4 separate regions of the Mus musculus genome follow, and regions 2, 3 and 4 are each linked to region 1. Evidence: chromatin contacts called from public Hi-C and promoter capture Hi-C data. All regions are on one chromosome and are shown on one strand. Each heading gives the region's core, a stretch centred on a gene start, on an enhancer-like site or on the middle of the called end of the contact. The rest is flanking DNA. Distances are from core to core; before and after follow the strand shown.

Region 1 (3,143 bases), core at 314-2,813:
TTCCAGAGCGTTTACAAACTGTGTAACCTTGAGCAAGTGGGAAGCTTCTCTGGACGTTCACTTCTTCCTCTTGAAGACCCAGCCATTCTGAGCCTTTATGGAACACAACATAGCAAACACTTCCAACTTGTCTGACCTTTGCTGGTTCATGGTGGGCTTCCTACACACCTGTAAAGGACATCTCATCTTACGGGTGACAGGCCAGTATGATTAGCTGGCTGATGGGCATCTTGAACCGGAGCCTCATGCCCGTCTTGGTTCAACTATAGTTTGTCAACAACCCCCTCAACTCCAGCTTCACCAAATGAAAGGTTATTCCCCTGCAGTTAACATATCCCCCAAGATTCCTGTCCTGGATTCCAAAATGCTAGCCCAACTTCCTGTCTTCTGCTTTGTGCACTCTTCTCAGAGTCCTCTGTCTCTGAATCTAACTTCCTTTTCCAGGCTTACATGGGTCTCCAAGTCTCCACCCTCCAGAGCATTCCTAGATCTCCTTCACCTGACGCTAGACATCACCTTGGATTCCATATGTCTACCTGGATCTGCCATTGCCTCTCCATTTCATTCAAGAGACCACTACCCAAAATCTCCAGTCTCAAACACAGAAAAGACTCCTAGAGAGTGCAATTGTAAATTTGGCACCTGTGGAATGTCATGTTGACTAAAGGGGACTCTACAGGGAACACTACCTACCTACAGAGGAAGCTTAAATAAAGGAAATACTGGTATGAGAGAGACAAGAGGCAAGTACTCAAGGGCCAATGCTCTTCAGAATCCCCGGCCCCAGCCTGAAGACTAAAGCTGAAGACCCCTCTTGGCCCGATGCCCATACGGCCAGCCTGATTTCCTAACACCTCGCCCTGGTCCCTCAAGGGAAATCGAAGTTCTTCCAGGAGATCTGGCAGCGACTTCACCATCAGCCAAGAAGGCCCTGAGCAGATTTCCCTGTTTACCTCCCCTGGGGGCAGACACCGGTCATAGCGAGCGGCTATTTGAGGTCTAGTGACAGCTGTGTTCCATTGTAACTCATTGGCATTCGGCCGTCTCAGGGTGGGCCTAGCCTCCTCACCAAGGTCGCCTAGTAGTCCCGGGGTCGGGACTCCCAGGCCAGGCCTCCAGGAGACGCTGTTCTCCGCAGCCTGCCCACCCTAGAGGGATCCTGGCTCTCAGGCAGGGAATAAAGGTCGGTGTCGGTGGCCTCTCTGACTGCACCACCTCTGACCCCACCTTGGCTACCCCGAGTCCCGGACCACCGATGATCTTCCAAAGCCGCAGGGAGAATGAACTCTGGCGGCAAGGTCCAGCCCTTCCTCCGGCCTCCAGAGTCCAGCCTGCGTGGTCATTTCGGCCTGTCCCGCCGCACCCCCGTACTCCCCGTCCTGTGCCTACATCCCCCACAGCCCGCCGCTCCAAGGGACAGAAGACAGAGGACAGCCTAGAAGACGAACCAGTCGGCAGCACGCTCACCTCTTAGCCAGTGCCTCCACGGACCCGTACCCTGGCCCAGGCCAGCAGGGACAGCGGACCGCAGGGTCCGCGGATTGGTCGCCACGAGCGCGCCCCGCCCCCTAGTGGGCTCCGCCCCCCGTAGGCTAGGAAGGCGCTGCGCGCGCACCTCCAGCTGCAAAGGCGGTTCCGGCCGTTGGTTACGTGATCTTACGTGAGTTTGAGCAGGGCCCCTAGCTAGCAGATCCCGGATTTACCACCAGCGTCTATCCAAGGCCGCGCCTGCGCAGAACACCGCAGTGGTTGGGGGCAGAGCTATTTGACAAAGTTGGGACAAGCTCCAGCTGCGCAGCTAGGCATTGGTCAGCAGGTTGCTGGAAGCAGGATTTTTCTAGCCTTCCGGGGTGCCTCGGTGGGTCAAGTCTTGGCGTAGGGCACGGCCGGGGTGGGATGGGAAGGCTGGCGCAGCTTTGTATTTCTTGAATCATTCCGCTTTAAATCCCACTCATGATCTTAATTAAAACCTGGTCATTAGAAAATCCTGCCTGACACTTCCAGTTCCCGGTAAATGTTGATCATGCTTCCACCTACTGCTAAAGCTTTACGAAGTCGCCTCCCTACTGCCACCAGCCAGCTAGACCTCTTCTTGCTGAGAATAGAATGTCTCTGGTCACTTCTTTCGTTGAACATTTAGTTTAGCGAAACAGTGCTTTTTCCTCCCTTTAAAATATATCTAATCCTCTAGAAAACTAACTGGCCTCTGTCTTAATACAGACCGTGTCTTTCTCTAGGGTGGAAGCCGGCTATTTCAAGTAGAAATGCCCACGAGATTGATAGCTCCTTCAACTTCCCAAATGCCTTGTTCTTTTAACTAGCTCCTGCTGCAAAGAGGCGATCTAGCCACTGAATTAAGCCAATTACCTGAAATAAAAGTTCTTACAAGGTGAAGTTAGTTTAAACTATGACTTCAATAGATATTGATGATTATATCTTGGAATACACGTGTGTGTGTGTGTGTGTGTGTGTGTGTGTGTGTGATAAGCCATAAACTGTTTTGCTACACAGAAGAATGAAATCTCGATTTACAACCCAGTTTGGAATATAAGTAAAACCATTTTGTGTGATTTGAAATAATGTAATGTTTTCAAGATGTGTTATGGAGCCAACCACATGGCAGCTCCTATGAGCCAAGCAGGCTTCGATATGCTGATGAACCAACCCTGAGCTGGGAGTCCCTTAATCTTTATAATAGCATGGTATTATAGGGAGTGTTTGTGTGAATAAACTGAGCATATTCAAAAGGGAAATCTATGTGTACGAAAAATGAGACAGAAGTATTTAAACTCTAGCTCAACAGGCTGAGACTGCTTTATTGGACCAGCAAGGGGCCCCGACATTTCTGTGGGATGAAAGTTGAGTGCATTTAGTTGGACTGGTGGAAAGGTATATATTGTCGTTCCTAAGCAGGGGGGTGGGGTGGGGGTGGGGGGCAATTAGGAGTTGCCCTGACAACCGCACCTCCTCTTCTGTCTCCCACTACTGGCTTCTGGGAGATGTCACCTCAGCCAAAGCCGCCTGAGGCATGGATAGTTTTCCCATCCAGATCCATGGGCCAAGTGAACAAAAGGGGTGTGGGGGAAAAGCCACCAATCCCTGAGCAGGAAAACTCACCAATCGCTGAGCTCCCCAAGCTCAGG
Region 2 (2,837 bases), core at 195-2,694, 4.1 Mb after region 1:
AGATCCCACAAAAAGATGGAAGGAAAGACCTAAGATCACAAAAGTTGCCTATGAGTGGCTTGACAGGTGCACACACATGCAAATGACATGTTTAAGCAAGTAGACTGTTAAAAAAAGGAAAGCCAGAAAACTGAACTGAAGAAGAAGAAGAAGAAGAAGAAGAAGAAGAAGAAGAAGAAGAAGAAGAAGAAGACGACGACTAAACCTGTGAAATGAGAATGGAAGCATATTCTTGTAATTTCCATATTTGGGAGGCTGAGGCAGAATCAAGAGAGTACAAAGCCTCCTGGGTTACATAGGGATAGATATAGATATATAGATATATCCTGCAAATAATTTGGGTGAGGACAATTTTACATACCCAGAAAAGCAAATTAATTATTCTACCATACAGACTCTATACAACAAAGTCCCAAATGTCTGTTCCAACTGAAACTCTTAACACATCTACTTGTTAGTTCTGGCAAATACAAGAAGATAAAACCCTAACTACACAGAAAGCACTTAGGCGCCTGGGAGCGGGGGTGGGGGTGGGGGGTAGTAAATAAGTCACAGCACATTCTAACATCGCCATTTCCAGCAGTTACTTCAGCAAACCCCATTAAATAATGGTAACCCCTCTATAAAGTTCTTTACGTAAATGTATAAGTCCCCGAGTATCAACATATTAACACCTGCTCCTATTTCCCACTGCCTCCTTTCCTCGATTTATTCTAAACCAGCTTCTTAATCCTAAACACGTAATCCACAGAGGCTTTCAGTGAATTCATGAATCCTCTGACGTTCTATGTATTTTTATTAAATTCTATGTGCTGAGAAAAATGCTCCTATCAAACTCTCAACGAGTAAGGGTATCTGAAGAGGTAAATAGCCGAATGGATGAATGACTGAGTGAATGAAGAGAGAATGAATGAATGAGTGAGTGGATAAAAGAAAGGCATCCAATAAAATATCTTAGCCCCTCTAAGCTCTCCAGGACATAACTTTCCAGGACTTAGTAACCATCTGTAGACACAGTTAAATACCTAATCCTGTACTGAAGATCTGGTTTCTGGTTTCACTTATCACAAAGCAAAACTCAAGGTTTTCATGGGGATTCGGTCCTTCCGGATGTTCGAGTCACCACCACCAACACCCCAATTCCGAGGGCTAAGGAGTCAGAAACCGGCCGTCGGCTCTCAGGCACGGCGCGGACGAGTCACTCTGAGCCGGCTTCTGGGTCATCAACTCTCTCTGATTCTTCCCATAAGCAAGCCCACCTTGCCTCGGCCTGTCTGGCTTCGGCCCTCCTCCTATGCGCCCCTTCACCATTGCAGAGCCAGCCGCTCACCTGTCCGGAGCCACTCACCGGGACTGAACCTTCCGCGCCCCACGGACACCAGAGCTCAACTCCGGCTTCCACCGCCAAGTCCACCTCAGCTCACAGTCGATTGGTCACCGCTCCGAAACGTCATTTCGCGGCGCCATGCTCTAGCCAATCAGAGAGCGCTTCTCTGGCTGACCCGAGAAAGTGAAACAGTCAGAAAAGCTGCGCCTCCATCTTTGAATAGGGCAAGGCTGTGGTTTCTCACCCAACAAACTTTAGAATGTAGAATTCCTCAGGATACATACTTTCTTGAATATATCCTGAAATTTTTCTCCTTCACAGAACCTCGGCGCCTGCGGAACCGTCATCCAAATGCATCCAGCACTCCTCAGGGGACCGCCCTGACACAACATGACGTCTGTTTGCCTCAGGGGGAAGTCCCTCTCATCGCCTAGCTACCGGGAAGCGAGAAGAGGGACGCGTAGCCCGGAGTTGTCCGGAGAGGCCCTCAGCCTGCGGGAAGGGGCTAGGAGGGGACAGAGAGTCTCGGCCGCTAGTTGGTGATCTTTTTGAGCTCAGCAAGTGCGGGTGCGGGTCCTCTCTTCGCGGTACAAAACTTTCCCTTCTCGTTGCTGCTGTGGTTTCTGTGCTCAATAAAAACTGTTTCTGGTGAACATCCTCCTGCCATTCCCCAGCAAGGAAGTGAGTAATTGGGGATGGTCTTATTCAGACACTTAAGGAAACTATCAGAGTCCGTTTTGATGGGTAACACAGCTTTTTCTGTGACCGCCGCAGTCATTTTTACACTTTCTTACAAGTGGCAAAAATAAATAAATAAATAAATAGCAGCAAATTCAGCGAGTGTGTAGTGCCTGCAGCGGCCAGAAGAATCTATTGTGTATCCTCTAACACGGGTGCTAGGAACTGAACTCCAGCAGTATACACATAGCCACTCAACCAACCCTTCATCCCGCCAACTAAAATCTTACAGTTATGCTAAGACATGTTATTCAAAGAGTACCCATTAAATAACCCAGTTTCCTACTAATGCAAACTTTTCTTTAAGACAGAGCCTAGCTGTAGGTTTGGCTGGCCTGGAACTCAGGAAGCCCTGCTTTCTTCTATCTTCCTATGCCTCCTCAATTTAAAAGCACACGCCATCACACCCGGCTAAATCAAACTTTTTGACGTCTATAAATCATAGGGACTTAAGTTTAAATAGGTGGTACTATAAAATATTACTGTTTGCATTACAATCTTTAAAATAAATTTACATTTTCTCATCATCATAAACATAACAATGTTAATGATGGCATGTTTAAAACCTTAAATTATGTTTGGGAAATGCAGTTATCTCTTCCTAAGGTAAAATGTAAAATAAAATATACATGTTCGTTATATCTAACGCTGAAAAAAAGAAGTCGCTTTTTAAATAACAAACACTAATATGATTTTATTTGTCAAATATTTCCCTTTCAATTTTTGGACCTGGATTATTTCTACACTAGTAATTTCTGTAGAGAGGATTTTT
Region 3 (3,178 bases), core at 425-2,924, 4.2 Mb after region 1:
GAGTGGGCTGGGGCAAGTTCCTGTGTCCTCCATGTCTTTGGCTTAGGCTGATACTAAATTGGATGGTGCCCATTCACTGCCTACAGTCAGCACATCAGTTCAAATACCACATTCTAGAACATCCCAGAAACAGCAAACAGGCAGATATCTAGGATCTCAGAGCCCAGCCAAGCTGACACATAAGGTTAGCCATCACAACGATATGACAGGAAGCAATGAAAACCAGAATATACAACAAATTACATGAATTGGTTGACTTCACCTTACCATGGATAACAGTCTATTGATGGCCACTGCCCGCTGCTGGGCTTCAATGTGAGGCATTTCGTTCTGAATTACTTGATCTGTGATTCCATGAGGGAACTGGTGGCATAATTCTATAATTCTAGGAACAACGGTATAAATGGTTTATGTTTGCTTGCTTTTAAAGGCAAATAAGGAAGATACACGATAGTCAAGCTAAAAAGCTCAATGTTGTCAATGGGAATAAGTACAGCAAAGTGACTCCAAGGTCTGTGGGCAGAAAGCAAATAGAATATTCGGGGGTGGGGGTGGGGGGCAGCATAGTGATTCACCATAACTGGAGTCTTGAGAATTATCCCCTCCAAACAAACTGGAGGGATTAATTTGTTTGGAGGTGTAATAAACTTATTATCCACAATAATAATGTTGAGAAAGTCGTCTTTTAAATACATTATAACCTAGAAACACATGTGCACTACGGGAGTTAAGGCACTCACTGAACCTACTTGGCTCAATGGTCCTTTGTAATCACAAACTGAACCCTCATTTGGCCCCAACGTTCTCTTATAGAACTTCCCTTGGCAACCGGGCAATCCTGGATTCGAACACATGTCCAAGAACTACAGGGAAAATGCAGGTCTCTCTTCTGGCCCTGGCTGCTGTCACGTTCCAAGTGCTCTAATAGAATCCCGGAGAACCCAGTTCCACAACGTTTCAAGCTGTCCCGCTGCTCTAGAGCTTCTGAAGAGTTCTACTCTCCCTAATCGGGGCGGGGGGGTCGCCCAGACACCCGGCAACCCCGCTCCCGCGTGCTCGACCAGTCTACCCCAGCCTCTCCCCGCGGGACTGAGAGAGAAGGGGGTCCCGCTACCCAGCTGACTGCTCGCTTAGCGTCGGGAGCCTAGCTTTATTGCAGTACCTGTTTTCTATCTCCACCGGATCCGCGTCCGGCGGCTGCACCTTGACCTTCACCTCCGCCATGAGGGCAGTTTTCGAGACTAGAGGAAAAGTGGCCCCTCGGAGCGCGCTGGAAGTCTCGGGAACCGGTGGAGGCGCGCGCCGGGGACCGAGGCTTGAGAGAGAGGCGAGGGACCTTCTTCATCCGGTCGCGCTGGGCCTTCTTCATCGGATCGGCTTGGGGCGCCCGTGCTGTGCCTGCTCCGCCTTGCTCGGCAGGGTCGCCACAGCGACTCCCTTCCGTTGTCTCAAATTTCAGTGCTTGTCGGACAAGAGCCTCTGGCTCCAGTACGCACCCTTCAGCCTCTTCCAGCCGCCGAGAAGGCATATTCTTGGACACCTACAAGAAAGTGTCGCAGAAGGATCTGGAGGCGGGTACCAGACGGAGGCTGCAGCCAGAGACAAGGGCGGGGCTGGTTGCTAGGATGTCGATTTCCCTGCCAATCATCTGCTCGGCTCCCGATGGGCGGGGCGCGGTTCGCAGCGTCTGTGGAAACGCAAGCTGCAGCGGAGGAGCTGTGGTGAGACCGTGAGAAACCTGACAACGGGTTGGCGGCGGCGGTGCTGCGTCGGGGGTCCTTAATCTCTGTCCTTGAGGCTGGAGAAGGGTGAGGAGAAGGGCATCTCTCACTGGGTTGGGAGGGAATTAGGCATCTCTGACTGCCTCGCGAGGCCGAGGGCATGACGCAGGGTCTGGGTCCTGGTTTGGGCAGCGAGGAGATGGTTCAGGTGCAGGATGTTGGGAGATGCTGGTGGCATGACACTGACACCAGGCTGCGGTGTGGACCTAGCGAATCAGCCATCTCTGTCTCCTTCCTGTGAGGTCCAGTGACCACCCCAGGTTTCCAAGAGCAGCTAATAGCTAACCGTGAGCACTTCAGTCTCGAACCAACGGTGTTTATTTAGAATCTAGTTTTCAGCTATCTTTATTTTAGCTGACTCTCACTCGAAGGGAAATGTGAAGGTAGGCGAATCCCTCTACATCCAGCGTCATTTCTGAAGGGTCAGATACCTGTAGTTTTTATTCTTGGTCCTCAATCTGGAAGAATCCAAAAAGGCATTAAATTCGTCTTTTAATTCTAATTATCTCGCTTTCCAGAACAAGATATGTCAAAACGCAAACATGTTCACAGCAACATGATCAGAATTCCAACTACCATTTAAAAAAAAATGACCTCACCACTGAACAACAAATTGTTACATGAAAAATTGTAAGCCAGGCATGGTGTCTCATTCCTTTAATCCCAGCACTTGGGAGTCAGAAGCAGGTGGATCTCTGTGAGTTGGAGGCCAGCTTGGTCTACAGGTAGAGCTCCATAACAGCTAGGGCTGTTACACGGAGAAACCCTGTCTCGGGGGAGCGGGGGGCGAAATGAGGATGCAAAATGTTGATTATAAAAGTGAGATGAATATGTACATTATAATTGAATAATAATGTAGCCACAATCGTTGAAGCTACAGTGCAAGTTGCAAATACTGGATTAAGAGGACTCCTCCCCACCTCAAAGAAAAGACCCATAAGGTTTCTGCCCTGCTAGTTATTTACAAAATAGCAGAGCTAATAGGAAATGATGGTTGTGGGTTTATATCCATGTCAACTTCCTTTCTATTGAGAGCTGATGCTCTGCAGTCTTTGCAGTATATTTTCCAAAATACAATACACTGCAGTGGTTTGCAAAGGTGAGACTGTGGGGGGTTAGAACCTCTTTTAAGATTTGGCTCTAAGTAATTCATGCTACGTGCAGAGTTACCTGCTCCCCTTATGTAATGAGTTGCCTTGAAGTCAGGAGAGTGAGTGTGTGTGTGTGTGTGCATGTGCGCGCGCACTGGCTGAAGGCAGTGAAGAGTGAATGATCTCGAGGGAACTGAGCTCAGAGCGTTAGAGGTGGATTCTGCTCTGCCTCATCCGTGGACCTGCCCTTTTAAAGCAGCTCCAGCCTCCTAGCGAATTCATCTGTTTGTCTTTATTAGATGTAAA
Region 4 (3,150 bases), core at 532-3,031, 4.5 Mb before region 1:
AATGTGATAAAGGAGAAAAAGGATTTCAACATCCCACTTTAGGGATTTACCCCTCTTCATGATTCATACTGAAGTCTGTGGCCACAGAAACCAGGGAAAGCTTTGAATCTGCTTTTCCCCTAAACAGAGCCAAATATCGAACTTAGGCTCCTGGGTACGCTCAAGCAAGTGCTCCACAAAAGGGGTTACAATCCGCAAAACCTTGAACATTTTTACCTGATTTCTGGGGTTATAAACAAGGAACCTAATTTAAAAAAAAAAAAAAAAAAGTCAGCCGTCTGCTAACAGGACAGACTCCTTTCATGAATTAACCTGGCCCTGTTTAGAGAAAACCAACATCAAATAACTTAAGCAAGAATTTTCCTTCAGTAGAGTCAAATGTCACAAGCTTTTTCTCTGAGTCTTTCTTGTCATTCACTACCACGATGGAATTAATTTTATCTTCTGAGGCAGCAATGTACAAGACCACCCAGGAAAATTCACTTTCGACTTTTGTTCTCATTTCTTGGCAAACAGAATTTGAGGTGAACTTCTCTTAGAAAATCTGACCTTCAAAAACTTAATTCTGTGGTTGATAAACAGAAGTCAGCTAGTGACTCATCCTTCAGGCACAGGTATATTACCTCCACTCTCATCCACAAAGAGACTTAATTCTAGTCAGCTTCATGATAGTGACCCTTTATCTGTAAGGAGCTGTGTGGAGTGGGAGGGGGATACAGACAGGCAGGGCCAGAGGTGTTTTTAAACGGTAACCCAGGGACCACCTCCATTATAAACACAGGACTGTTTGTGAGACTATAGATTCCTGAGCATGGCCTAAGGTATTGCAATCTTTGGGAGTGATGCTCAGGAAACTATTTAAACATGCCTCCCCACCAACAACCCAAGATCCCCGTGCACAGTGGGGTTTAAGAACCAATCGGATAAAAGCACTTTAGGAGAGACAGATTTTGACAGAAAAGGCAGGAGAAGGGCAGGGCCTGGGGATGGGATGATGGGCATGGGATGCCCTGGTACAGCAGCAATCAAGCGGGATGCGCTATGGGAACCGCTGAGGGTGCAGGTAAGGACAAGGCTCGGGCTGGTGCGAGCAAGGTGGCACCCGCAGACTGGTTAGGCTGATGGGTATGTGGAGAGCTGGGTATGAACGTGAGGAGGAGGAGCGAAGGCAGAAATAACGGGGGCCTCTCGGGAGGAGACAAAGCCTGGAGGGGAAGAAATGGGAAATAGGGGTGACAAGGGGCGGGAACGAAAGCTGAAATGAGAACCGTGAAGGCATGAGCCGAAGTCTTCCTTCCAAGCGGCACCTCCCCTAAAACTCCAGGCCCTGACAAGCCTAGATGCCATGCCAAGGCTAGAGAAAGGGACTTTGTAGAGGCCGACCCAGTCAAGGGTAACCCGAGCAGGGGTTCTGGAGGAGGCTGGGAACCAGGCATGGGGCGCTGGAAGGTCCTGGGCTATCCAGGGGGGCCCTGCTCCAGCTCCGGTTCCCGGAGTCTCCTTCACTCACCATCGCCGCCGCCATCTTGGATCCACGTGTCGGCGTGATGACGTCAGCGGAAGTGGTGCTTCTGTGGTTACGGAGTGTAGCTCCACTAAGGGGACTCCTGGCTTCAGATTCTTCTGTAGTCGCAGTAGTGAGGAGGTAAAAGAAGCTTAATTTCTCCTTGGCAGATTGGCCTTGGCAGTGAGGTCTCTGACTAGGTGAAGAGAACGTACGGTGTAACTATTGGAGCCATATTGACTTCTGGCAGACCCGCTCCTCCGCCTACTCCTTTTGCATTGTGGGTAATGGGGGTGTGTGGAAATAGGCGCGCTCCCTGGATGCTTTCTTTAGTATTGGCAGAAAGAGTCGTTGCCAGGGTTACCCGGGACCTTAATTGTGAAACGGAAAGCATGGTAAACCCTCTCTGACAGCTTCTGATTTAGAGTAATTTGTAATTATATGTTTAAATATTTATTTGACTATAATATAGTCTTACTAATCGGCCGTAATAACTATGAAGGTAGGACTCTGTCTTTCCCTTACACTGCGTTTTTGTCGTCAGTGAAATGGGGCAGAGATTTCTAGATTTTTTTTTTTTTTTTTTTTTTTTGGTTTTCCGAGACAGGCTGGCCTCGAACTCAGAAATCCGCCTGCCTCTGCCTCCCGAGTGCTGGGATTAAAGGCGTGCGCCACCACGCCCAGCTCTAGATTATTTTTATAATTGGCTTATGTTAAGTATCCACTGACACAATCATATAAAGTATTCAATAAATAATTGTCATTATATAACGTATGTACATTCCTTCACACATATGGTAGGTGTCCCAAACAATATGCTTTGTTAAATGAGTGAATGAAAAGCAGAACACTTAGTGAAAGGAGACATTTTTCAATGTGGACTTCTCCATTCTAACTGGCTTAATGTATGACTTGAAGCAAGTCACTTAACCATCTTAAACTTAACTTTCCAGTATTGACTTAAAAGGGTCTGGGGAGGACTCAAAGGATCATAATGGAGAAAGACTGTTTGGTTCATATATACCACTGTAAAGTGTACAAAGAGCCAGTGCGGTCTTCTTAGATGGATCCAAAAAGCTGTTAAGAGAGTAGTAATGAGTTCTGAGGATATAGTTAATTTAGCAGATAGCCTGCCTAATCTTTAGCACTGGGACTTGTAATCCCCAAACTCAGAAGGTCCAGCAAGAAGAGTTCATGGTTATCCTGGGACATGTGAGACCTTGCCTCAGTCATCATCGTTACTATCATCTTTATCATTATCCGTGTTCAGTGGCTCACACTGGTAATTTTTGCGCTCAGGATGCTGAGGAAGGAAGGCATGGTGAGTTCAAGACCATCCTGAGCCATAAAGAGAGCCACGGGCTAAACAGAAAACTCAGCATTGCTTAAGTACTGTGCCAAAACTGGTCTTAAGATTTTTAGTTATCTCTTCTGCACCTTGGCAAGGAACAGCTGAGCTCTGACCACCACTGTGGTCAGTACTGATTACTACCGTGGTGGATTTTTTTCTGCATAAATGTCTACTAACAAGCCTCTCCTTCTTGCATGTTATGAGCATACTGGTTCTCCTGTCAAAAGGTGAATTTTTTTCTCTTGTTGAATGCTGGGGTTAAGTTACTTGCTTTGACCAAATAGAGTGAATTATA

What was found. Promoter capture Hi-C pulls out the DNA fragments that hold promoters and counts their contacts. A called contact is a pair of places that touch in the nucleus more often than the background predicts.
Region 2: a promoter capture Hi-C map of pre-B cells shows a contact between it and region 1, with 4 times the contacts expected there. The contact joins the promoter of Sec23b here to the promoter of Gzf1 in region 1. A contact is called at or near these places in 3 of 39 promoter capture datasets (cranial neural crest, liver and pre-B cells).
Region 3: a Hi-C map of CD4 T cells shows a contact between it and region 1, with 3 times the contacts expected there. The contact joins the promoter of Dzank1 here to the promoter of Gzf1 in region 1.
Region 4: a contact with region 1 is called in a promoter capture Hi-C map of liver, with 3 times the contacts expected there. The contact joins the promoter of Tm9sf4 here to the promoter of Gzf1 in region 1. A contact is called at or near these places in 2 of 39 promoter capture datasets (liver and pre-B cells).

What each region holds. Positions count from the first base shown.
Region 1 is chr2:148,679,540-148,682,682 of GRCm38.p6, reverse strand. Gzf1 (GDNF-inducible zinc finger protein 1) reads right to left here and starts at 1,563. Exons shown (of 6, transcript NM_028986.3): 1 at 1,468-1,563. Gm46771 (a long non-coding RNA gene) reads left to right here and starts at 1,739. Exons shown (of 2, transcript XR_001783505.2): 1 at 1,739-1,858; 2 at 2,238-2,405.
Region 2 is chr2:144,554,836-144,557,672 of GRCm38.p6, reverse strand. Sec23b (SEC23 homolog B, COPII coat complex component) reads right to left here and starts at 1,444. Exons shown (of 20, transcript NM_001252544.1): 1 at 1,349-1,444. Gm34292 (a long non-coding RNA gene) reads left to right here and starts at 1,038. Exons shown (of 1, transcript XR_003953925.1): 1 at 1,038-2,837.
Region 3 is chr2:144,525,910-144,529,087 of GRCm38.p6, reverse strand. It overlaps Dzank1 (double zinc ribbon and ankyrin repeat domains 1), which reads left to right and starts at 1,674. Exons shown (of 21, transcript NM_172859.3): 1 at 1,674-1,808. It overlaps Polr3f (polymerase (RNA) III (DNA directed) polypeptide F), which reads right to left and starts at 1,343. Exons shown (of 9, transcript NM_029763.3): 1 at 1,163-1,343; 2 at 268-385. The coding sequence starts at 1,224.
Region 4 is chr2:153,159,932-153,163,081 of GRCm38.p6, reverse strand. It overlaps Tm9sf4 (transmembrane 9 superfamily protein member 4), which reads right to left and starts at 1,781. Exons shown (of 18, transcript NM_133847.3): 1 at 1,511-1,781. The coding sequence starts at 1,525.